Linked DNA regions of Mus musculus: all the other regions are linked to region 5. The links are chromatin contacts, called in public ChIA-PET, Hi-C and HiChIP or PLAC-seq maps. All regions are on one chromosome and are shown on one strand. Each heading gives the region's core, a stretch centred on a gene start, on an enhancer-like site or on the middle of the called end of the contact. The rest is flanking DNA. Distances are from core to core; before and after follow the strand shown. Region 1 holds the start of Alx3 (aristaless-like homeobox 3). Region 2 holds the start of Stxbp3 (syntaxin binding protein 3). Region 3 holds the start of Prpf38b (PRP38 pre-mRNA processing factor 38 (yeast) domain containing B). Region 4 holds the start of Gpsm2 (G-protein signalling modulator 2 (AGS3-like, C. elegans)). Region 5 holds the start of Gnai3 (guanine nucleotide binding protein (G protein), alpha inhibiting 3). Region 6 has its middle 17 kb from the start of Alx3. Region 7 holds the start of Prok1 (prokineticin 1).

Region 1 (3,101 bases), core at 337-2,836, 550 kb after region 5:
CAGGAGAGCCTTTTTCAAACGGCATTAGACACGAAGCTCCGCGGACTTGCTCATTTCCTCCGATGACCCCAACACACCTCCCGGGCCTCCCCTGCACACTCCCGCCACCCGGACGGGACGAAGCCAGGAGCTGCTCGCTGCCCAGCCTCTCTGAGGAGGCCCGCGAGGAGCAGGCGATTGCCGCATTGGCGGATCTCCCGGGATCTAGTTTTGGGTCTAGGCTACGAAATGTGGCTGCATACGAGGGGTGGGCGTGGGTGCTGAGCCACTCGTGGGTCAGCGAGTACAGTGGGCGGCAAAAGAGTCTTGGCAGGCCCTGCCACTCAGGCGCATTCTCAGATAATGGTACGGTCCGACCCGCCTTAGCACACAGGGCACGGTCCCCGGAGTGGGATGCGCCCTGGGATTTAGGATAGTTCGGGACCGCTTCCGACGGCTCAGCGGTGATGATTCGGTGCCGAGATGCCAACTGCAAGAAGGGTAGCCATCCCCGTGGCGACGGGGAGGCCAAGTTAATCTGAGAAACAAGAACATAGTTATTTGATCTTGAAGACAGTCCCAGTTCTGAGGGGGAGCAGCCACCGCCACTCTGCGGAGCGACTTAACGGCATCAGAAAACCTTTTCCTGCAGAGGCTGGGCCCGAGGATGAGAGCTGGGTAAGTCCAGGACACAGCCTTTCCCTCGCTGAGTCCAGTTTGGCCACTAAGTCGAGGCCCAGCCTCTACGCCCTCAGCGGGCGCCATGCACAAAAGCAGAACTCTTCTCTCCCAGCTTTGGGGCCCAGTTAGGCTCCGGGGCCCTCCACCCAGTCCCCTCTTCTGGGTCGGTGGCAGAGAGGCTCGGCTCCGGATGAGCGCGATCTCTCCTCCCAGGTTCAATCACCTTGGGGGTCGGAATGGGCCCAAGATCGTCCCTACTCCACCCTCCTTTGACCTCCCGCCTCCCATTGCCTCTGCCGGCCGGGGACACAGGCGATTCTGCGGTCCCCAATGCCCTGGCCTTGTCCGGCCAGGCCAGCAGCGATCTAGCGAGGGAATCGTGGAAAATGCGAGACGTACCCAAAGTTAAGAAGCAAGAAAGCGGGAGAGTCGGGGAGACCAGGAAGGGCTGGGGATAAGAACGACATGGGGTTCCACCACCACCCCCGACCCCCGGCGTGTTACCTTCCGCGGAGCCCTCGTAGAAGTGGCCGCCGTTGAGCACCGGGCCTGGCCCGAGGTCCTGCAGGTACTTGGCGGGCGGCTTGGCGGGCTCTGGGAGGTAGGGTTCCAGGGGCCCACAGGCCGGGAAGCGGCTCAGGCGCGGACCGCGGGGTGGCGCGGGGTGCAGGTGAGGCGCAGCATCGGGAGTCCCCTGGGGACCCGGAGCCTCGTCCCCCGCGGCCGCGTAAGGACCGGCCGCCGGCCCCACGGAGAAAGGCGCGCAGCGCTCGGGGTCCATGCCGGCTCGGGCTCACAGGCCGCCGGAGCTCCGGGGCTCCCGCTAACCCGCGCGGCCTGTGAGCCAAGGGGGAGGGACCTGGGCTCGGGGGCGCGGAGCCCCCGGGAGCGGCGCGCGCCGCGGGGGGTGGGGGGCAGGAGAGGGGGCCGCGCCTCTGACTTAATGCTGGAACCATCCACGTCACGTGCGGCCCCGTGCGGGTTAACCCCTCGGAGCCCAGGAACACCCCCACCCCACCCCATTCACCCCGAGTCTGGTATCACAAGCAGTTGGAAGAGAAGAGAGGGAAGCTGCTTCCTTTCGAGGGCAGGATCCCTTTTGTCTAGCAGTCGGGTGAGTCCTTGGCTCTGAGCTGCACCCTCAAGTCCTGATATCCATCTTAGTGGCTCTTGGCCCTGGGGAGGTGAAACGGTGAGGGCAGACATCCTCCCCACCCCCGCACCCTCCCCCATCCCTCCTCCAACATTCTCTTTGAGGCCTGATCTGACATCAGTCTGAGAAGAGAGGCCTCTACTGTGGTAGAGTTTCCCCTTCACCTTGCTCGGTTTATTTTTGCTGGTAGCTGGAAAAAAGCAAGGGCATCTCCCTTAGACACTTGTTTTGCCTGGACATCCTAGAGACTGGATGCTGTGGAAACAGCAGGGGGCTTGGGAGCTTGGGCCTCAATACTGTCATTGATTATCTGTGATTTGAACCTCTCACTTAGCGTTTTCAGCTGACTGTGGTCCATCTACATTTGGTGGTGAGTTCCAAAGCCCAGGCAGGCCAAAACAGACAGAGAGATCTCTAGGTTTCACAGTGGTCTGCCCAGGTAGCTTTTTGGGTCAGCTATGGAAGAGCAGAAGGGTCATTGTCCTTCTGAGCAGCATAAACTGAATGTCACTCAGATCCACTGCAAATTAACTGCTTCAGGCTTGCTATTTTAGACATAGCGAGGGTAGGATTGCATCTCCCAAAGGTGAGTCTCCTCGACCCAAAGGAAGCCTAGGATTAGGGTATAGCTTAGCCTTTCTGAAACTGAATAATCCTTACTGTGCCTAAGATCTGGGAAGAAATACCAGAGGTCCTTTGGACCCGAGCTTAAAGATCCCTTAGGTCCGGGTTAAAACATTTATATTTTTAGGACCCCTGGAGATTAGCGAGAGGGGCAGGGAGTCAAACATCATTTGTATTCTATTTGAATTCTCATTTTTAAAAGGAATCTAAGAGGCCTGGTGTGAACACCTCCCTCTTCCGTTGGAGGCTTAGAGGAGGTTTCTTGGCTGTCCTCAGCCAGAGTTGGGCTGTAAATCAAGGCCAAACAGGAACCAGAAGCCTTGCATCTCACAAGGAGTCATTAAGCCATTATTAAACATACCGTAACTTTTCTGAAGCCTTATTGGCTTAAACACCACATTGGAGGCATTATGGCCATTAGGGCCCCTAATCACAGACTGCAGGCTAGGCAGAGATGGGAGCACCTGGGGCTGATATTTCCAGCTAGAGAAGCCTGGCTTAAAATGAGGTTTTCCCCTCTGCCTCTACCAGAGGGGAGTCCACTGGCTCTCAGCTGTGGACACTGCTGAACTGATTATTAATAAAAGGTTTTCCATAATTGTCAATGAGGTAGTGTTGACTGTCTAGAAGGTTGTATCATTTCAGGGCATCTAATCAACAAAGT
Region 2 (3,092 bases), core at 290-2,789, 690 kb before region 5:
TAACTAATAGTTTGGGGTATAACCTCTGGCTCCATCTACCACCAGATAGATAGTCAACAAGGAAACTCTGTGTCAGAAAAGATCCCTCTTACCTGTTACTTAAATGTAATCTTGGTTGTCAGCAATTTACCGAAATGTGCTGTTTTAGTATCTCTGATTCTTCTCATACTATTGACAAGTATTGATGGAGAAATAAATAAACAAAATCTTTCAAACAAATGTTGACCGACAACATGGCTAAGATGGCTCTCCCCTTCTTTGGCCTGCTAATGTTTCTACTGGCTACCATAATTGGGCCCTGCATCCACCAAACAAGGCTAGAATCATTGCCACTTGACAACATTATTAAAGACAGTCCCCTATCAAGGATTTGAGAAGGACACAAAGGTCAAGGGGAGAATGAGAAACCTGCCTGACTCCATTTTTAAGGTAGGAGACATTTTGTTGTATTGTTAAACACAAAGTTTCGTTTATTGTAAGAGTTGAGTTTCTGTTTTTAAGTTTCTGTTTCTTGGAACCTGCCCTGCACCACCCTGTGACCATGACTTGTTTTTGAGAACACTTTGACCCTCCCTTATCACTAAGTACTTGGTTTTTGTCCTTTTGAAATTTTCCTATACTTCCCAACTGCCCTGTTGTCTTGCTTCTGTAACACTGTTTTGCAACTACTTGTTATTTTGCTCCTTAAAAGGGACTCTCAGCACTTCTCTCTCTAACCCCTAATTGGCCAGGTCTCTGGTGCTCCTGGATATAATAAAGCTTGCTTCAATTTTAGCTCTAAAATTATGGTAGTGGTCTTACTCCTGCCTTGTGGAATTAACAATTCTAGGAATCGTGCTCTATAACTTAAAATGTAAAATTCTTCATAGGAATAAGAGGGTCTCTCATTTCTTAGACTTTTCTGAAACTCTATCACAGTTCTGGGAACACTGGTGGTTACCTTACAGCTTAAATAATCAATGATCTTCAAAAATTATTAAAATGAAGTTGAGAGGGATAGACTTCCCATATGGCGGTTGAACAGGCTTCTGAACAGTATAGTTTGAATTGCTTTGCTGAATGAAACATTATTTTGTAAAGCATAAAGTCTCCGTATTGGGGATGGCAGGATGTGTCTTGACAACTTAGGTTCCATCCCAAGACCCACACTGTGGAAGATGAGGTCTTCTGACCTTCACCTGCGAGCCTTGGTATGCACACATGCATACATACACACAGATAAATGTAAAATAAAAAAGACCCGGTATGTATAAATTCATAATTGTATAAATTGTGTTAGTTCACATATTTGCTTTCTGATGCCAAATTGGACACTGAGATATGGGTTATAGTAGGCTTCCGCTAGGGGGCGCCAGACAGTGCACAGAAGTCTGACCACACTACGCAGCCGCAGTCCAGGCACAGGCGGGACACGCCCTAGTTGATGCGCGTGACGTCACCTGAGGGCGCGGCCCGCGGAGGGGGCGGAGCCTCCCCACCGCGAGGGGAAGGGCCCGCCCCCGAGCGCAGCTTTCAGGGCCAAAGTAGGTTGCGAGTGGGAGGCGGTGGCTGTAGCTCCACGGCTGGGGGAAGATGGCGCCGCCGGTATCGGAGCGGGGACTGAAGAGCGTCGTGTGGCGGAGTGAGTGCGGAGGGGTCAGGGATGAGGCCGGGAAGGGTCGGCTGTACGGGGGTCTTCTTTCCCGCTGCAGCTCTGCAGCCTCTCTGGGAGCTGCATGGGCACTTGTTGCTTTGGGACCAAGTCCCTGGCTTGACTCCTTCCGGCTTGCCCAGAGTCGGGTTTCGTGCCAGCACCAGGGATGGGCGGGGTGGCCAGACGCGGCCTTCTCCGCGGCTTTGGCCAACTCTCACCCCGGTGAGGTTCTTCCGCAAAGCCCCACCCTTGGGCGACCTGACTCGGGCCGACTTTCCCTCCCAAGTCCCTGTGCTGTCCCGGGACAGCTCTTCCCATTGCACCCCCCTCGCCACACCAGGCACGGACGTCTCTCCATCCGACACAGTCTGAGCTCTGTGTTACTACTCTGTCCCGCCCTCGTCCCCGTGTTTTCAGAAGCCGCTTGGTGTCCCATATTCATGTTAGCACCGAGGGTTTTTACTACCATCCTTTTCAGTGTCTTGTCCTTTAAAAAGTGCAGGCGTAGCTTTTCAAGAGCGCCTTCTGCCACTGTTCCAAGAGAATATGACTTGCTTTAAAAAAAAAAAAAAAGAGTTCTTGAGAAAGCAACAGCGGACTGTTAAAGTTTTATCTAGTATCCGGTCCCTGCATAGTCTGCTCCTTGTGTTACAATTGGTCTTCTTGTTGGTTCGACCAACTTTAATGACTTTTATTAAAATGACACCAAACCTAGGTCTGCCAGGTTAGAAGAGCAATGAAAGCAGCAAACCGGAAGGACCTTCCTTGTTTGGCATCTCTGGGTTCTAAGTAATTATAGTCTAGTAGTAGAAAAGGAATAACGTCTTATTAGTGTTTCTTACTCCGACTTGGGGAACAAGGAACAGAATAGGAATTAGCCAACAGAATTCTGCCTTCAAGAATTCCTTGTATAAAATTAAAATCCAAAACAGTACAGGCATGGTGTTTACCATATAGAAGGTACTAAATAGATAAGTAGACTTTGTGAAATACAAAATTATCCTTTCATATTTATTATTTTCAAATTTATCCTTTCTGGGGGCCTGCAAGGTGGCTGAGTGGGTAAAGGTGCTTGCTGTCAAGCCCAAGGACACGAATTGCATCCCCAGGGACCCACGTGATGTAAGGAAAGCACTGACTTAGGCAGATTGTCTATATTGACTCTCATACGAAAGTGGGTGACAAATTGTGCTGAAGAAATTACTTCTGAGTTATAATGGCACCTTATATCAGGGCTTATGAGAAAAAGATACCGTTATGCTAGTAACGCCAGTATCAATAGCATGAAGATAACAGGCTTTCCCTGTTCTTGTTAACTTAGGGTAACACCAGGCTCACCACATGGAGAGTAGAATATAGATAGGCAGGCTGGATGAAAGGAAAAAGATGTAAGGCTGTAAAATAGTCTTAGGACCGCCTGTAACTCGAAACACACAACCAAAAGACAAGAATAGCCCAA
Region 3 (2,868 bases), core at 113-2,612, 770 kb before region 5:
GTCTACCATTAAACTACACCAATAGCCTGATTTTTTTTTAAGTCAGATTATTATACCAGTCTAGTCTTGGCCTCTTGATTGTTCTGCCTCAGTCTCTGGAATGTAAATTTCCTTTCAGACGTAGCCATCAAAACCAACCTAGCCTGATTTAAATACACACACACTATAAGGATGTGGGGTAGCCTTTGGTAAGCATTAAGTTCCTAATGTTTCATCCACACATTACAGACATTTTATTGCCACTACTCCCCACGAAGCACAGCTCCCAGCTTCTTGCCAACTGTGCTATTTTCCATCTCTAAGCCTGATTTTGCTTTCTATGCTTAAGCCATTCTTTGCTCAAATCAGGCTTATTAGATGGTAAATAGTAGATGATGGTCAAAGGCTCCAGCAGCCTCTTAACTCTCAAACACTATTAATCTTAAATTATTAGTACCTTTGAGAACAGATACCCTGATTACTTTCCCACCTTTTCTCCATCTCCATTCCTCACTCCCTTTTCTAAGGCCTAGCCCAGTGCAGCGGTACCATAGAACTAGCATCTCACTACATGTGGTAGCTCAGGACCCAAAATCCCAGTATCTCGAAGGCTGTGGCGTAAAGATTGTCTTGTGTTTGAGGCCAGCCTGAGCTACATGCTAGCCTCAGCTATAGTGTGAGACCCTAATTGAAAATTAAAAAAAAAAAAAAAAAAAAAAAAAAGGTGAGTCAATGGAAGCACTCCACGTAGGGTAGCAGATTTTATGTTTTTTGTTATTTTGAGATTGGATGTCTATGGAACTTGGCTTCAGAATCACAGACCCGTCTGCCCCTTCCTCCCCAGCACTGGAAATAAAGCGGGCGCCACCACACCCAGTTGAGAGTACTTTCTTTAAAGCTCACAACCCAGTTAAAATATTATCCTAATCTTAGGAGAAAAAAAATTTGGGGCCGTCTACGACTTCCGGTAGGACACTATTACCTCTGCGAAAGCCTCAAGGACTCTATCGGAGTCAATTCCCTGACTCTAGTCCTTTCTGGAGAATCTAACAAAATTAACTCATGAGACTTCGACCGCTCCGCAGGAGCAGTCACGCATCCGTCCAGAACACAAGTGTCACGAGACCCTCTTCCTGCCTCGAGAAAAATCAAGCAACGGATGCAAACTCTAAAACATAGCAACTGTGTCCAGACCCCCTTCCCCCTGGGCCAAAGTCCCAGGAGGAAGCCACCAGCCCGGCACACAGACCACCGGAGCCGAGCCAACACGCAACGACCTCGCGCAACCAGGAAGAGGAATAGCCTGCACACACGGGCGGCTCTGATTGGCCACGGCCTTAGCTCGAACGCCCGGGCGTATGGCGTCACTTCCGCTGGCCCCGCCATCTTGTTCCCAGGGGCAGTTGGCGGAAGAGATCGAGCTCCTCTGCTGCCCGTTCTGCTTTGCGTCCGGAGTTCTCCCCGCCTCGTTTTTGGCGTCCGTCTCGGGCCCGGGCTCCCGTGTGTCGGCGTCCCAGTTGCAGTTTCCCGCTCGGCTGGGGCACAACGCGGCGGGCTCCTTGCCCCGACGGCCTTCCATGGAGTAGGTCCGGGACCGTTGTCCCGAAGAGCGCGATCGAGCTTGGCCTCCCTCCTCCCGCCCGCCCTCCTTCCTTCCTGCCGCGGCACCATGGCCAACAACAGCCCCGCGCTGACCGGCAACTCGCAACCGCAGCACCAGGCGGCCGCGGCCGTGACCCAGCAGCAGCAGCAATGTGGCGGCGGCGGCGGCGCCACCAAGCCGGCGGTGTCGGGCAAGCAGGGCAATGTGCTGCCGCTGTGGGGCAACGAGAAGACCATGAACCTCAACCCCATGATCCTCACCAACATCCTGTCGTCGCCTTACTTCAAAGTGCAGCTCTACGAGCTCAAGACCTACCACGAGGTGGTGGACGAGATCTACTTTAAGGTACGCATCCTCTAGGCCGCGTGTCGGGGGTAAGTTCGCCAGAGCGGGGTGTCGGATACCGTGGATGCACCCCCTTTCCCTCCCTCCTGAGACCCGCGGATTTGGGGGAGGGGGAAAGTTGGCGGAGGGAGAAGTGAAGCTTGGGGCTGGTTTGGGACGGGTCGGGCTAGGGCCGCCCTCTTTTTTTCCTTTTCAGGTTTTGTTTTTTTTGTTTTGTTTTAATAGCCGGGCGAGCCCGCCACAATCGATCTTTAACCTACCCCAACCTCCTGCCTATCCCTAGGGAGCTGTTGGGCAAGAACTCTAGGGGAGAGGAGAAAAGTAATACCAGAAGCCTGTCCAAGTTCACCATTTTTTAAAAAAATGACTCCTTTTTACCTGTGTCGACTAAGCACTAACTCGGTGCTTCTGCCGCTGCCCCCCGGGCCAGCGGAATTACTGAAGTAATTACTTCAATGTCGGCCTCGTGCTCTTCGTTAAGCTCTCCAATCCCGACAGAAATTGGCCAGTGAGTGTGTCGGGTGGGCCGGGAGGGTTGAGGGTGGCGTGGAGTGCCAGGGCAAAAGAGGTGTACAGAAGGCCTGGAAATTTTTCCCAGCAGGAAGTCAGGAGTCGAAGGTGTCAGCCACCTGTGCGTTGGGCATAATTAGAATGCTCTGGGCCCTGGGCTTCTTTCTGCGGCAGGGTCGGTGCTGGCTTGGCTGTGCTGGGGAGCTCACCTGGCGCCTCCTCACTGCACTCTTGTCTCAGTTCTTGTTTCGTTAGCAGGATTGACTCAGTCTTGCAGCGAGGCTCGGAGCAGCCCAGGGTCGCAGGTAGAGGTATGCACTATTAATCATGCTCAATCGCCAATAAATGCATTTCCCTGGTTAAATGAATGGCTAATTAGGTTTATTTTTACCGGTTTGGTGTTGGGCCATTGATTTTGGTCTCACTAACTA
Region 4 (3,262 bases), core at 84-2,583, 580 kb before region 5:
GTTCAACTGATTAGGAAGATAGACATTGCTGATAGCTGAGATAAAAAGTCCAATCTATGAGAGAAGGGGGCACAGGAAAGAAACGATTCGCTTTGGCTATGCAGAATTTAAAATACTTTTTATTGTGGTTTACTGTACCAATTCCCACAAAGAATTTATGAGTATGGAAGAATTATAATATCTACCTCTGAAATAGTACAACCAGCTAATTCAGCTTTTTATAAGAACTTGGTATTAAGGGTGCTCGCTGATAATAATAAGAGAACCACTTATTGAACAGCTTCGATGTGTCAGCAGCTGTGTTAACCATTTCATAAACTTTACCTCCTGAAGCATCATGACAGACCTTATTAGAGGAGGTCTCATTATCTGTGTTTTACAGCTGAGGAAGCTAAGGCTACAGAGGACAGACGCCTAACTGGTTCAAAATCAGTCAGTAGGAAGAGGCCCGAGCTGAAATTCAAACCCAGGTCTGGCTGGTGCTAACACTATCTCTATACAGTTTTCCATGACACACATATAGTGGTCACGGCCATCACCACAGAGATGCTGAAACTAGAATTTCTTTAACAGGTGCCCAATCCTGTAAAACATTAAAATTTCATCCCAGTGGAGAAATAGGCAGTGGCTATAGATAATGTAATGTAACCAACGTCATCAGCTTCACAGCAGAGACTCTAGTTTAAACATTTGATGAACAAGCTAAGATCTATTTTTTGGTGAACTTGATATGAAGGCATGAATAGAATGGGAATGCAAGCCGCCGGAGCGGATTAAATTCGCCATCTCTGCTTTTCCTGGGAACCAGCGATCCTGCAGTCAGAAGAAGTTTGCTTTCCCAACATCTGGAAACGCCAGAACTGTGTGTGACACTGCCTCAAGAACTGAGGCTCCTTGTTCAGACTTTCACACGGGACCCTCTGTTCCTTTCACACAGGCCTCTTTCTTTCTCACATCTGCCTCTTGGAAGACTTTCCCAGGGCGGGACTGAGCCTGCAGGGAAAGAGGCAGTGGACTGGGGCTCCTGGGTTCAAAGTCTGAACTAGACCCAGCTTGAACTCTGATGTTTATTGTCCCACTTTTCGCCATCTGAAGGAGAAATTCGAGGACAATAAGCTTCTAGTTGGCGGAGGATCTATCCGCAGCAGAGGAGAATCAAGCGCTACAGTCCGAGAGGCAAACCCCACACACAGATCTTTAGAAGGAGGGAGCCCTGGCTCGTCTAGCCCCGCCCTCCACCCGCCTAGCCCCGCCCCACCGGTGCCATTGGCCGGTCCAAAAAACGCGGGGCGTTGTCAGTTTGAATGGGCGAGCCTGGAGCTAGGCGCAGGCGCAGAGGAGTACAGGCGCTGAGGGAGCCTTGCTGGCGGTGAGACCCTCTGAGAGGCCAGGGGGAGGCCGAAGCTCTGGCCCACGTGACCTGCCGGGGGCGGGCGCCCGGGGCGCTCGCCAGCCTCCCGCGGTGCCCCTGCTTGGCTCGGCGTCGCCGCCGGGACCCGACTTGGGGAAGCGCCGCGGTTCCTAGTCTACGGCCAGAGGCGCTCATCCCTGCAGCGGTTCCTTGTTCTCAGGAGCCGCGGGCCGGAGGGAGGTGAGCGGAGCCTGAGGGGGTGACCCAGTGGGGTGTGTGGGGGCGTGGGGCGGGGGTCTCTGGACCACCGAGGCTCGACGGGCTCGGGTGACGCTGGGACCCGGGAGCTCCGTGGGGGGCTTCGCACCCGCACCATTTAGGCTGTTGTCCCCTAAGTGAGGGGAGACTGGGGATCGGGCTTCTGCAGACCTTGAAAATACTTGCTGGGATGCAGCGACTTCACGCGTTTTCCGAGCGTAACAGACGGTGGATACAAAGCCGAATCCCAGTGGATTCGAATCCCAGGCACGTCGCCGGCCCCGGGTCTCCACACCAGACACCTTTGTCAAGTCACATTTAAACTCCTGAACTTTTCGGATCCCAGACTTACTGGCAAGCGAAACTGATAGATCGTTGTAACCAGCTTTATAGCAAGCGTAACATGTTTGAGATCTTAGCCGGAAAGCTGTAAACTTAGTATCTTCAGATGAAAAGTGGAAAACGTAATTTCCTTGTATTTTAATGGTAAACAATTAGGTGGCTTTAACAAGTATCATTTGAACTCTGTTGAAACGAGTAATGATGGCAATGTTTATTTGCCTTAATGCATTATTTAAACGCCGGGTAGACTTAGAATAGGTAAGTTCTTGACTCTCCTCTCGGTGCTTTGTGTTGATTGGACTGCTGTGTGGTTTGTGTTGTAAGTTTTTGTCACCAGCGAAGCAGAATTTTCAGACTGCCTCTTTGGAAGGCTAAACTGAAGATTTTCCGGCTTGTTAGTAACCATCGTGATTGCTTCTGGTAAAGAGCACTTTTGCCTGGGGTTTCGACGTGCTAAGAGCAGAGATTCGTTCCGCCTAAGTTCAAAAGCGAAGGTTCCTGTCCTTTGACTTGAGGGCAGTGGGGGAGTTCAGGGATGCCCGGCCGGTTCTAGGCATTCATAGGCCCCTCTTGCAAACTATTTCTAACTTACAATTCGAGGATTGGACTGGTTATGAATTCAGAGACTGTGGAGTATTGTGGAAGCGTGTCCCACGGAAAAATAGTTTAGCTGAATTTTCAGTAGGTCAGACATACACTATTACAAGTATGTTTTGATGTAAACCTGAGATTTAATAGTAGGCTAGTTACAAAGGTAATGCACTATATATAGTGTGGCTCCCCACACCTCACCTCCTCTGTACTTGGGTTTGAACTCTAAACCATGTGAACACTAAGCAAGAGTTCTATCACTGAGGTAATTCCAGATTATTCATTTATTAATTAATTAATTCATTCATTCATTTATTTGAGACCTATTGTTGCTAAATGTTTAGGGCTGGCCTGGAACTTGGAATCCTCCTGTCTCAGCCCAGTAGCTGGGATTACAGCTACTGGGCTGTAATATGTGCACAAATTCCACCTGGTATGAAATGGCTGGCTGACTTTCTTCTTCCTTCCTTCCCTCCATTCATTCAGTGTAGTTTTGAGACAGGGTCTCAGATAGCTGAATTTGGCCTTGCACTCTTTGATTCTCTTTCTCCATCCTCCCAGTGCTGTGATTACAGGTGTGCACCATACATGCTTAGGGTCAAATCCAGGGCAGGTGTATGCCGAGCAAAACCAAACCACATCCTCAGCCTTCACCTTTCTTACCCATAAAGTACTCCAAGACTTACCTAAAAACAAACAAACAAACATACATACCCCCAC
Region 5 (2,867 bases), core at 218-2,717:
GGAAGCAACAGGGTGAGATGATCCATCCTGCCAGTTTTGCCAACATCTTGGTATCGAGGTGACTGCCATCCAAAAACCTTAGATGCTCTGTTGTCAGGGGTCTCCCAGCTATACCTTCTAGAGAGGTCTGGTAGAAAGAGGGCGTGAAGTTGAAACTAGACAGATGTACTTACTGTGTGGACGTGGGAAAGCGACTGAATTCCTCTGAGCCCATTTTCTCATTGGCGACAATGGGGATTAATATTACCTACCTCACAGGGTTGTTGTGAGGATTAAGAGATGAGACATGGAAGTGCCTACCTGGCAAAAAGGTACTCAATAATGTTGTGTTTCCCCCTTTCCTCTTGACCCTTTCCCCCCTAGAAGTGATCAGAAAGGAAAAGCAGTTTCTTTTGGAAATGAGTGGGAGACTTTCCAGACTTGGAATTGACAAGCATTATGGGTGACGTGGACGAGGTTAATCTAATTAGATGGTTCTAATTAATTAATTTTCACTATAGACCTTTCTCTTGGGAATTTGTAGCTTAAGTTACCTCCTACTAGAGAAATGTTTTAAATTCCAGGGAAATGTTTCAATGGCTGTAAAAAAATGCCCCTTCTTAAAACGGGTGTTGAGTCATTGTGGGTCTATTTAGTAGGGACTTTAGGATATTCTTCACAGAGCCAATATTCAGGAGATAGTAGAAAGACAACTTTTACCAAACTTCCCCCTTTCTGTGGCTATCACAGAGGAACTCTTGTTAGATTAGAGATTAGCTCGTTTATTTCTGGGTATGGAACTAAGTCCTCAGGTTTACCTGGAAGAAAGGGAAGCGTGGAAATATTATAAATGAATTACACCTAGTTTCATATTCTAATACTTACTACCTATTTTTCACTCTCTATTACTTGATGCGGTCGAGTGATCCTTTGCCAACATAGGAGTGCCAGGCATATGTACAGCTCACAGAAATCCATACGTTGTAGCAGAAGGACTAATATATACTTGGCATAATGGGTGTAGCCAGAGGAATGGGTGAACATCCAGGCTGGGCAGCTCAAGGATCAGACGGAGGGAACTTTGGCTGAAGTGCCCAACACGCGGCTCTGGACAGAGACCTGGGCTCCAAATCACAGATGAAAAGGAAAAAAGGTTTTTTTGTTTGTTTGTTTTCTGGAGAGGGAGGCTTTTCCCAACAGCAATTCCCAGAGGACTGTGAGCTCTCATTTGAGAATCTGATCCTCACCGCCAAACCTCCAGAGCACACCACGTGCTGGAAGTCCCGCTTTTTCTACACTTGGAATCCAAGTCCAGGAGCCGGAGAAGTAAAAGGGTATTAAGGCTGGGAGGTGCGGAGCGAAGGCTCGCCATCACTCCACGGGGACAGTCAGGTACCAGGGAACTTCCGCTCTCCGTACCACCTCCGCCTCCCACTGGCACAGCGCTCTAAGTAGTAACGGCCGCTGGGCGTCGCCGGAAGTGTCGTAAACAGCACACATCCGGTTCTTCCGGGAGCTAGGGGAGCTGACGGAGAAGGCCACCGCCCAGCAGAAGACCCGTCTCCGCCGGTGTGTGGCGATTCCCGCGGTGTGTGTGAGTGAGCCCGGGCCCGGTCCCCTCTCCCGCCGCCGCCATGGGCTGCACGTTGAGCGCCGAGGACAAGGCGGCGGTGGAGCGGAGCAAGATGATCGACCGCAACTTGCGGGAGGACGGGGAGAAAGCGGCCAAAGAAGTGAAGCTGCTGCTGCTCGGTGAGGGGCTGGGGGCGGAGCTGGAGCGCTGGAGCCGGAGAGCCCGGCCCCGGGAGCAGCCGGAGCTGATCGGGGTCTGGCCAAGGCCGGCAGAGAGGACCCCAAAGGGACAAGGAGGGGATGCCCAGCAATGGGGCGGGTACTGGGCTTGGCGACTGAGGCCCCGGAAGGCGTGGGGATTTCAGGTTGGAGAGGGTGTAACCCGGCTGGGATGGTACTTAGTAGAGTTGGGGAGTTTGGAGCCCCGAGACTGTGCTGGGAATCCGGGCACGGCTCTTAAAGGGAGGGACCGAAATTAGGGAGGGTTCACACTGGGCTGGAACGTGTTGAGGAGGATAGTGTATGGTGTCTGGTGGGGCCTGTCTAGGGTTTGTGTGAGTTTGATACTTGATGTCAGGATAAAGCTGGAAGGATTGAATGATTAAATAGCGAAGCTAGTACAGAGAGGGTCACATAAAGAACTTGCTCGCAAGTCTTTTTGTGCTGTTAGTGAGGTGGGTTGTCCAGGAACACCCAGGAGGCGGTTGAAATAAATGACAGGTTCTTAGGTATAAAAGAAAAGACCTTGGGTGCAGAGGCCACTAATACTTTTTTCAACTTTTTTTTAAAATCTCTCTCTCTCTCTTTTTTTTTTTTAAATTCTCTTGAGCTTCCGTGATTCCTTTTTTAAATTAAAGGGCTAGGGATGGTGTGAGCTGAGGAAATTGAAAGAATGCCATTTTTGAGGTTTGGGGTAGAGGACAGTGGGACCATGTGTGTCGGGAATAGTAGAGGATAACATATGGACTGGGGCAGATTTATTGTAGAGATTGTGATCTATTTGGGAGGGGTTGATTTTTTTTTTTAATTGGGTTTTTCAAAATAAAAGTATGTATTGGCTTTCAGACTACAAACACCGTGTTGTCTTATACTCAAGTGGGCTTTTTTATCTCTAGTCAGACATGTTTCAGTCAGGATAATTTCGTTTTAAACTTTGATAGGCCCAGTAAATCATATAAACTTCTCTCGCATTAGCTTACCAGTAAATCCAGCTGTATTCATTATTTATATCTTTGAGGAATCTGTTAGATGAGAATCATTACGAATAAGTCACAGGTTCTGGAAGCAGCAGAGCTTTTTAGATAAATACCGTCCCG
Region 6 (3,250 bases), core at 659-3,158, 570 kb after region 5:
GACTCTTTGGTCTGTGGATAGACCATTCTGCCAGGTTCTATGGCTCAGCTTCTCACGTCCTGCTTGCTTCCAGTCCCCGGTTAGCTGGGAATGGCTGGGTTTCAGCTGTTTCTAGAATATTCAGGGGCCCCATCCTAGTGATACTTGAAGATCAGGCCCCAAAGATGAGGCGACTGAATTCAGAAGTCTCACACTCCTGCTCCTCTTAAATACCATGGGTTGCAATATAAAAAACTGCCACCAGGGGGCAGAACATAAGTGCGGGGCTCCCCTTCATGCTTTGGCTTTGGTCACTGTGTTTGCAGAATTTACCTAGAGCAGTGATTCTTGACCTGTGGGTGGCAACCCCCAAAGACCATCTGAAAACATATATTTCCATTACAGTTCATAACAGTAGCAACATTACAGTTATGAAGTAGCAACAACAGTAATTTTATGGTTGGGGGTCAGCACATCTGGAGGAACTGCATTGAAGGGTCGCAGCATTAGGAAGGAATCACTGGCTTAGAGCCTCTTCTCAGCACTTCCCATGGACTGTACCAACAGGGGATACTGGAGCTCCTTCTTGTGTGAAGCTTATGGTCAGTCCACTGGTGGCTTCGGTGATGCAAATCTCCTCGTCTTAGGTGGGCAGAGGCATATTGTAAGCAGTCCCCAGCCTCTTCCTATCCTTATCCCACCATTAATTAGTTTTGCTAGTCTATAGATACCTAGCCTCTCACAGTCCCACTGGCTTCCTCAGGAGCAGGATCCTAGGCCGGCCTCTGTCTTTCCAAAAGGCCCTCATGTACACCTGGCATGTACACTTGGGCTCTCTGCAGCTTGGGCTCTTGAGAGAGCAGGATGCTGGAGCCCAAGGTCCAGATCTCTCAGTTAGGAGAAGCCAAACCATTTCCTATCTCCCCACAACCCACCTATCCCAAATGCTACCTTTCCCTTGACCAAAGCTGGTGCCTGTGTCCCTCCCTGCTCCCCAGCTTGAGAGTGGATGCCTGCTTGAGGATGTATTAACTCCACTCTTCTAAGGTGAGGAGATTGCCACTTGAAGGATAAATGTGCCTGTGTGCTTGTGAGTGTGGGGAGGAGAGTAAGAGGTAGGGAATACTGACAGTTTAATGAGGTACCACCCTCCTCTTGCCTGCCTAGGGCCCATGGCCAAGACAAGTATCAAGCACTTTCCTGTACAGGTCCTTGTGCTAGGTACCCACAATGAGCTGGCACACTGTGTAAGACATAGCCCTCACAGGGAGGAAGGCCCCACAGGGGTAGGGGGAGGAGTAAAGATCCCACCTGGGCATTGAAGAGTTGTGTCATCTCCAAGTTCAGGAACAGCCAAGGCTGTGTTTGTCCTTTACCTGGAGACTCCAAGTGTCTGGCAGTGGGCCTGGCACACAGTAGGCATTGCACTAAAACTGTGGAACGCACACAATGGGAGAGCAGAACAGAAGTAAAAAAGGCAATCAAATGAGGGGAAGCAGGTTAGTCCTGTAGTCCCTTACCTAGGCTGGGCCTCAGGTGATCCACCATCCCATTTTTGAACCTGAGAGTCCTGGTCTGGGAAGTCTCTCTGAGTCTGAATAAACTGAGATGGTTTGTCAAGGTTTTTCTCCTTGAGTTCAGGCTGTCCCTCCAGGACCTTCCCTCCCTGGCCCTCATGTTACCCTTCTCTGCCAAGCAGGGTCTCCTCCAAGGTCCTCTGGGCCGAGCCCTGCCCCAGCCATGACCCCCCAGTCATGATCCCACAGCCTGACCTCCAGGGCTGTCCACTTCCCTTTCACTCAGCTATTCCTGATAAGAAGACTAGAAACAGGTTTGCCCTTTCACCTCTGCATATCTCTCTGAGGAGCCTGCAGGTCCCCACATCCTGGGTCACACCCTGAGAGGCCCCATGCCTCCCCCAGATTGTGGGCCAGCAGCTTTGGCGGGGTGTGGTGGTGGGGGAGCAGAGGCCACAGCCCTCAGGAGACAGGCAGCTCCTTATCTTGGCTTAAGAAGGTCCTAGTGCTTGCTCCTAAGATACAGAGCTCACTGGGCAGAATGGCAAGCTGGCTGACCCCTCCCCAGGTCTTTGACTGACATTCTGGGTGGAACTGGCCGGATGTTTCTCCTTCTTAAGAGACACAGCCTCAGGCAATACAGCTGTGCCTTCCTTAGCCTGGCTGCAGCTGGAGGTACTGAGAGCCCAGAACCCACACTTCCTAGTTTTGGGATAACATCACTGGGCCAAAGGTCTCCAAAGAAGGGATGTGGGGGCTTCTATGAGGTCCCAAGAGGGTCAGCATGACTCATATCTGATTACCTTCTTCGATGGTCCTTTGGATTTCTGTTCATCAGGGTCTGACGTTCCCACACTTGTGTGCTCATCTGACTGATTGGCAGTGCTGGGTGGACCGCGTAGATCTCAGAGTTTGCTTGGGGTCTCACTTTGGCCAAGCGCTGCCTGAGCCAATGTCACACCAAAACCCATTCCAGTTGTGGAGGCATGTGATGTCTGAAGACATTGTCCTCTAGAGTGGTCAGGTGCCACTTTTACTCCTAGGGCCCAGTGCAATCTCTACTGATGTAGAGCGGATCTCTCTCAAATTTGCATCAATCCGTAAGCTTTTGAATTTGTGGACTTGAGGTGATAAGAAATAAACAAGGAATTTTCCCCTTTGGTGAACTCCCACTAGGGGCTAATTGGCATCTAAAATGGGCATTGTCCACCTGTGGTCAAGGACAGGTGATGAGCCCCCTGTGTGCACAAGGATGTTTCCAGGGCTATATTTTCTTTCTGTATCTTTAGGGTCATGTTTTCCAGACGTTAATCGCTTGAGTAGAACCTCTGTGGATGTGGTTACACCAGAATGTGCGTGTGTTACTAACATCTTCCTTTAACCTACTGTACACACACATACACATGCAAATACATGAAAATATCTTTGGGAGGAAATTTCACATCCTTACTATAAATGGAATATGAGTAGTAAAACAGAGCAGCTACAAAAATAAACAGGATGACAAGGCAGTAGTGCCACTGTGCTGTGGCTAAGGCTGCCTCTACAGAACTTTGAGCCTCAGGTTTGCTTTCTTATTATTTTATTTTTTTCTTTGATTTCAGTTTTATTGCATTATGATGAGGAATGATACATAATTTCAATTTATCTGAATTTGTTAACATTTAAAAACATATTTTGTGTAAATAGACTTAAATCACATTCTTCTTTCCCTTTTGTACCCCAACTCTTCCTGGAGAGCCCCCCTTTAAAAC
Region 7 (2,977 bases), core at 362-2,861, 910 kb after region 5:
CAGTGTCTGTCTCCATATTGGGAATTTTAACCTTTAAAGTTCAGCAACAGATACCACCTCACCCTCTGTCTTCTCAACCACCTCTGTGTTGAATCCAGGGTAAACACTCACATAATGCTTAATAGCTTGAGTATGAGAATATAAACACTCCTGTACGCTGCATGGTTCAGTGTGGGCGAGGAGAAAAAAAAATCAATGTTCCAAATCTCTTAATTCATCACTAAAGTTATCCTCCTGGCCCAAGCAGGAAAGAATGATGCAGAGATGGAAATGGATATCAAGTGAATTGCAGGCAACTGTTTGAAGTGTGGTACTCTTGGAAGACTTAGAACAACTGTCAAAGTCCCCAGTGTATCCATTTGTATCCGCTCTGACGGTGATGGGATGCTGTTGGAGATTCAGGTCTCATCTTCGCCTCTGAGCTCATCTGAATAATGGTGATGGGAGGGAAGAGAGAGATGAGGCATTTAGAGGCAGCCCTGGATCTGGCTATATAAATCCGAAGGAGGTCGGGTAGGACAGCTTGGCCTTCTCGGCTTGTCTAGCACAAGGCAGCGCAGAAGGAAGTGAGGGGTACCAAAGTAGACTGTGTTTGTCGTCACCTCAAGTGATCATGAGAGGCGCTGTGCATATCTTCATCATGCTCCTTCTAGCAACGGCGTCCGACTGTGCGGTCATCACAGGGGTAAGTTTCTAGCATTCTCCATAGACCTGGTATAGGGGCCAAGATCGGTGTTCTACAACAGGGAGTGTACTAAGAACCACAAAGGCTCTGCTGCTCCAAATCACCTAAACCAAAGGGATTTTGAAGGTAATCACTGTCTGGGAGTGGGGTTGTGTGTGACTTCAGATGGGTTAGTCTGGCAGACAGAGTTGTGGGTAAATAGAATACCATTTTAAATACATTAGGAGGGCGCTGGGATTTTGACATCGAGTCTTTAGTAAAATGGAGATTCCTTGGTGTGTGCCATAGGACATTTGTTTACAGGGCAGATTAGTGTCCCATCCCCAGCCCCATTTGTCTTGTGTACACCTTGGTTTTCATCTTTGCCTGGTTCACTTGTCCGTGTTAACTCACAGAGCATGCTGTGAGTTCAGGGCGGCAAGCACACAGGGTCCCTCCTTAGTCTCACTTTAGCTATTAGAGAGAATGTTCAAACACCCCCTTTCACTCTTTAGTGGCTTCCCAGGGGGAGATGTGTGGTGCCAACATTGGCAGATGCACCCCAAACATGTTAACCTTGAAGCAGAGGCTCAGGCCAGGGGCACTGAGTCTGTCACTCAGGGCATGGAGTCTTCTCATCTCCTGCTGTACCTGCCCTCCTGTCATGTAGGTACACGCAGGGTCATAAACTGGACCTAATCACAAGCCAAAAAACAGTGCTTCTCTTAAGAGCTCCCCAGGCAAAAGTCAGGAAGAAAAGGAGAGAATTAAGTTTTATTTCAACTTCCTCCAACCTTCTACCTGGAAGGTAAATATGGAGTAATGCCAGCCAGTTCCTGGAACTGGATAAATTTTAATTTTCACAGAAAAGGCAACCTCCCTTTCAAAGGAAAGAGACTCCGTTCAAACTAACACACAGGGCAAGCAAATGCTCTGAAGGCAGGCTTGCATCGAGCAGGCATGACTGATGAAAGCCGTCGTGAAGACCAAGGTCAGACCCGGGAGAAAAGTTGGGGTTGCCCGACACAGTGAGGGATGGGGGTACATGGAGGACCCAATGAGCTGCACAGTCACAGTGCCACCAAGCCAGCGCCAACATCTATTCCAGACTGGCAACAGGTAGAGAGGCCCAAGGGAAGTGGGGGCATCTGTTAATAAGAGCCCAGTGAGAGAAGAAGGTCAGGTCAGTCTTGGGGAGTAAGTGAATGGCAAGATGAACAGTCAGAGGAGGGTCTTGAGGGGAGGAGAGCCAGGCAGGCCCAGCTGCCCTCCATTTCCCATATCCTCCTGACATTCCTCCTCTGACTCTCAGAAAGAAGTCAGCTCCTGACCTCCTGACCTCTCCACCTTCCATTGCTCCTTAGTGACAGCCCAGCTGAAGGGCCGGACCTCCCAGAATGCCACGCCTACCATCATCAGGAGAGAGGAGTCCAACTAGTCCCCACCACCCTTCACCTGCCATTCCCAGGGGGCTGGCTTGGGTGTGAGAAGCACCCCTGCTGGGCTAAGATTAGCTGCTGGTGACTGCCACCTGGACCTTCTCTGGGTGATGAAAAAGATTTGGTATATGTTTCCTTCCTCATCCTTCCTAATAGAAAGGTTGGAGCTTCCACGTCTTGTCATGTCCCATGCTGGTAGCCTGAAGGTGTTCTGTGGCCTGATACTGGAGAATAACGAAAGAAAACTCAGCCCCAGACTTCAGTTCTGAAGCCACATGGCCTCTGGGTAGTGGCCAGGTCGACTGGCTCTCCATGAGGCCCTACTTGCTCTCTTGACCCTGGTTTTGGTGTAAAGTTAGGTTGTTTGAAAGTTTCTTTTGTTACCTGGTTATCCAGCAGGTCCAAGCAGCCCAACCTAGAAGGGTGCATCCACGTCGGGGGTCCAGGGAGGCCAGCAGAGAAGTGGTGGGGGTGGGGGATGGGGGATGGGGGGGATAACTGTCCATCAGGCCTCTGTGGGTTACCGGATGGGAGACACACAGAAAGGTAGCTTAGAATAGATGCTGAAGAACAAAGGACACCAAAAGCTCAGCAGCCAACATCCAGAGCCTTGGACCACGAAGGACCCTCCAGTTCCTTCACCACAGAGTTCTAATCCATCATATTCAACCAGTGTTGACTGGGATTAGAAAAGCTATGCCTTCTAACACAGGGTTTCCCGGGGAACAGGGACTGACTGCCTCACCACTGAGCAGGAAGAGTTCCCCAGACTGAAGTCTGGTACTGTGCTGGGCCCCGAGTGTCCCTCTCAAGAGACGAGCAGTGATGTTAGACCCAGGCCAAGGTGTCCTGTTGATCCGAGATGCTTAGTCAC

The links. A called contact is a pair of places that touch in the nucleus more often than the background predicts. ChIA-PET counts read pairs in DNA pulled down with a chosen protein or histone mark. HiChIP or PLAC-seq counts read pairs in DNA pulled down with a chosen protein or histone mark.
Region 1: an H3K4me3 HiChIP or PLAC-seq map of embryonic stem cells shows a contact between it and region 5, with 10 read pairs. The contact joins the promoter of Alx3 here to the promoter of Gnai3 in region 5. A contact is called at or near these places in 15 of 39 promoter capture datasets (the 3T3-L1 cell line, the C10 cell line, the HPC-7 cell line and 7 more), 1 of 484 Hi-C or Micro-C datasets (embryonic stem cells), 8 of 115 datasets of contacts at active chromatin or transcription factors (embryonic forebrain, embryonic midbrain, embryonic stem cells and 3 more) and 2 of 9 other capture datasets (embryonic stem cells and macrophages).
Region 2: an H3K27ac HiChIP or PLAC-seq map of thymic regulatory T cells shows a contact between it and region 5, with 4 times the contacts expected there. The contact joins the promoter of Stxbp3 here to the promoter of Gnai3 in region 5. A contact is called at or near these places in 2 of 115 datasets of contacts at active chromatin or transcription factors (memory CD8 T cells and thymic regulatory T cells).
Region 3: a contact with region 5 is called in an H3K27ac HiChIP or PLAC-seq map of thymic regulatory T cells, with 4 times the contacts expected there. The contact joins the promoter of Prpf38b here to the promoter of Gnai3 in region 5. A contact is called at or near these places in 1 of 39 promoter capture datasets (pre-B cells), 1 of 484 Hi-C or Micro-C datasets (CD4 T cells) and 1 of 115 datasets of contacts at active chromatin or transcription factors (thymic regulatory T cells).
Region 4: an RNA polymerase II ChIA-PET map of memory CD8 T cells shows a contact between it and region 5, with 5 read pairs. The contact joins the promoter of Gpsm2 here to the promoter of Gnai3 in region 5. A contact is called at or near these places in 1 of 39 promoter capture datasets (liver), 1 of 115 datasets of contacts at active chromatin or transcription factors (memory CD8 T cells) and 1 of 9 other capture datasets (adipose tissue).
Region 6: a contact with region 5 is called in a Hi-C map of the G1E-ER4 cell line, with 2.6 times the contacts expected there. The contact joins the enhancer-like site here to the promoter of Gnai3 in region 5. A contact is called at or near these places in 7 of 39 promoter capture datasets (the 3T3-L1 cell line, the HPC-7 cell line, embryonic stem cells and 2 more), 1 of 15 datasets of contacts at CTCF or cohesin (large pre-B cells), 2 of 484 Hi-C or Micro-C datasets (both in the G1E-ER4 cell line) and 1 of 115 datasets of contacts at active chromatin or transcription factors (embryonic stem cells).
Region 7: an H3K4me3 HiChIP or PLAC-seq map of pro-B cells shows a contact between it and region 5, with 2.6 times the contacts expected there. The contact joins the promoter of Prok1 here to the promoter of Gnai3 in region 5.

Annotation. Positions count from the first base shown.
Region 1 is chr3:107,593,516-107,596,616 of GRCm38.p6, reverse strand. Alx3 (aristaless-like homeobox 3) reads right to left here and starts at 1,586. Exons shown (of 4, transcript NM_007441.3): 1 at 1,165-1,586. The coding sequence starts at 1,441.
Region 2 is chr3:108,838,949-108,842,040 of GRCm38.p6, reverse strand. Stxbp3 (syntaxin binding protein 3) reads left to right here and starts at 1,539. Exons shown (of 19, transcript NM_011504.1): 1 at 1,539-1,621. The coding sequence starts at 1,573.
Region 3 is chr3:108,910,223-108,913,090 of GRCm38.p6, reverse strand. Prpf38b (PRP38 pre-mRNA processing factor 38 (yeast) domain containing B) reads left to right here and starts at 1,362. Exons shown (of 6, transcript NM_025845.3): 1 at 1,362-1,927. The coding sequence starts at 1,649.
Region 4 is chr3:108,720,370-108,723,631 of GRCm38.p6, reverse strand. Gpsm2 (G-protein signalling modulator 2 (AGS3-like, C. elegans)) reads left to right here and starts at 1,333. Exons shown (of 15, transcript NM_029522.2): 1 at 1,333-1,591.
Region 5 is chr3:108,144,752-108,147,618 of GRCm38.p6, reverse strand. Gnai3 (guanine nucleotide binding protein (G protein), alpha inhibiting 3) reads left to right here and starts at 1,467. Exons shown (of 9, transcript NM_010306.3): 1 at 1,467-1,731. The coding sequence starts at 1,614.
Region 6 is chr3:107,576,664-107,579,913 of GRCm38.p6, reverse strand. No RefSeq gene overlaps it. Among named protein-coding and RNA genes, the nearest start is that of Alx3, 17 kb to the left of the region's middle. Within about 2 kb of position 1,908, at least 12 of the 459 cell types and tissues checked have an H3K27ac peak or open chromatin away from gene starts, as enhancers often do. A contact at or near this core is called in the G1E-ER4 cell line, where this site is marked.
Region 7 is chr3:107,237,286-107,240,262 of GRCm38.p6, reverse strand. Prok1 (prokineticin 1) reads left to right here and starts at 1,611. Exons shown (of 3, transcript NM_001357885.1): 1 at 1,611-1,655. The coding sequence starts at 1,632.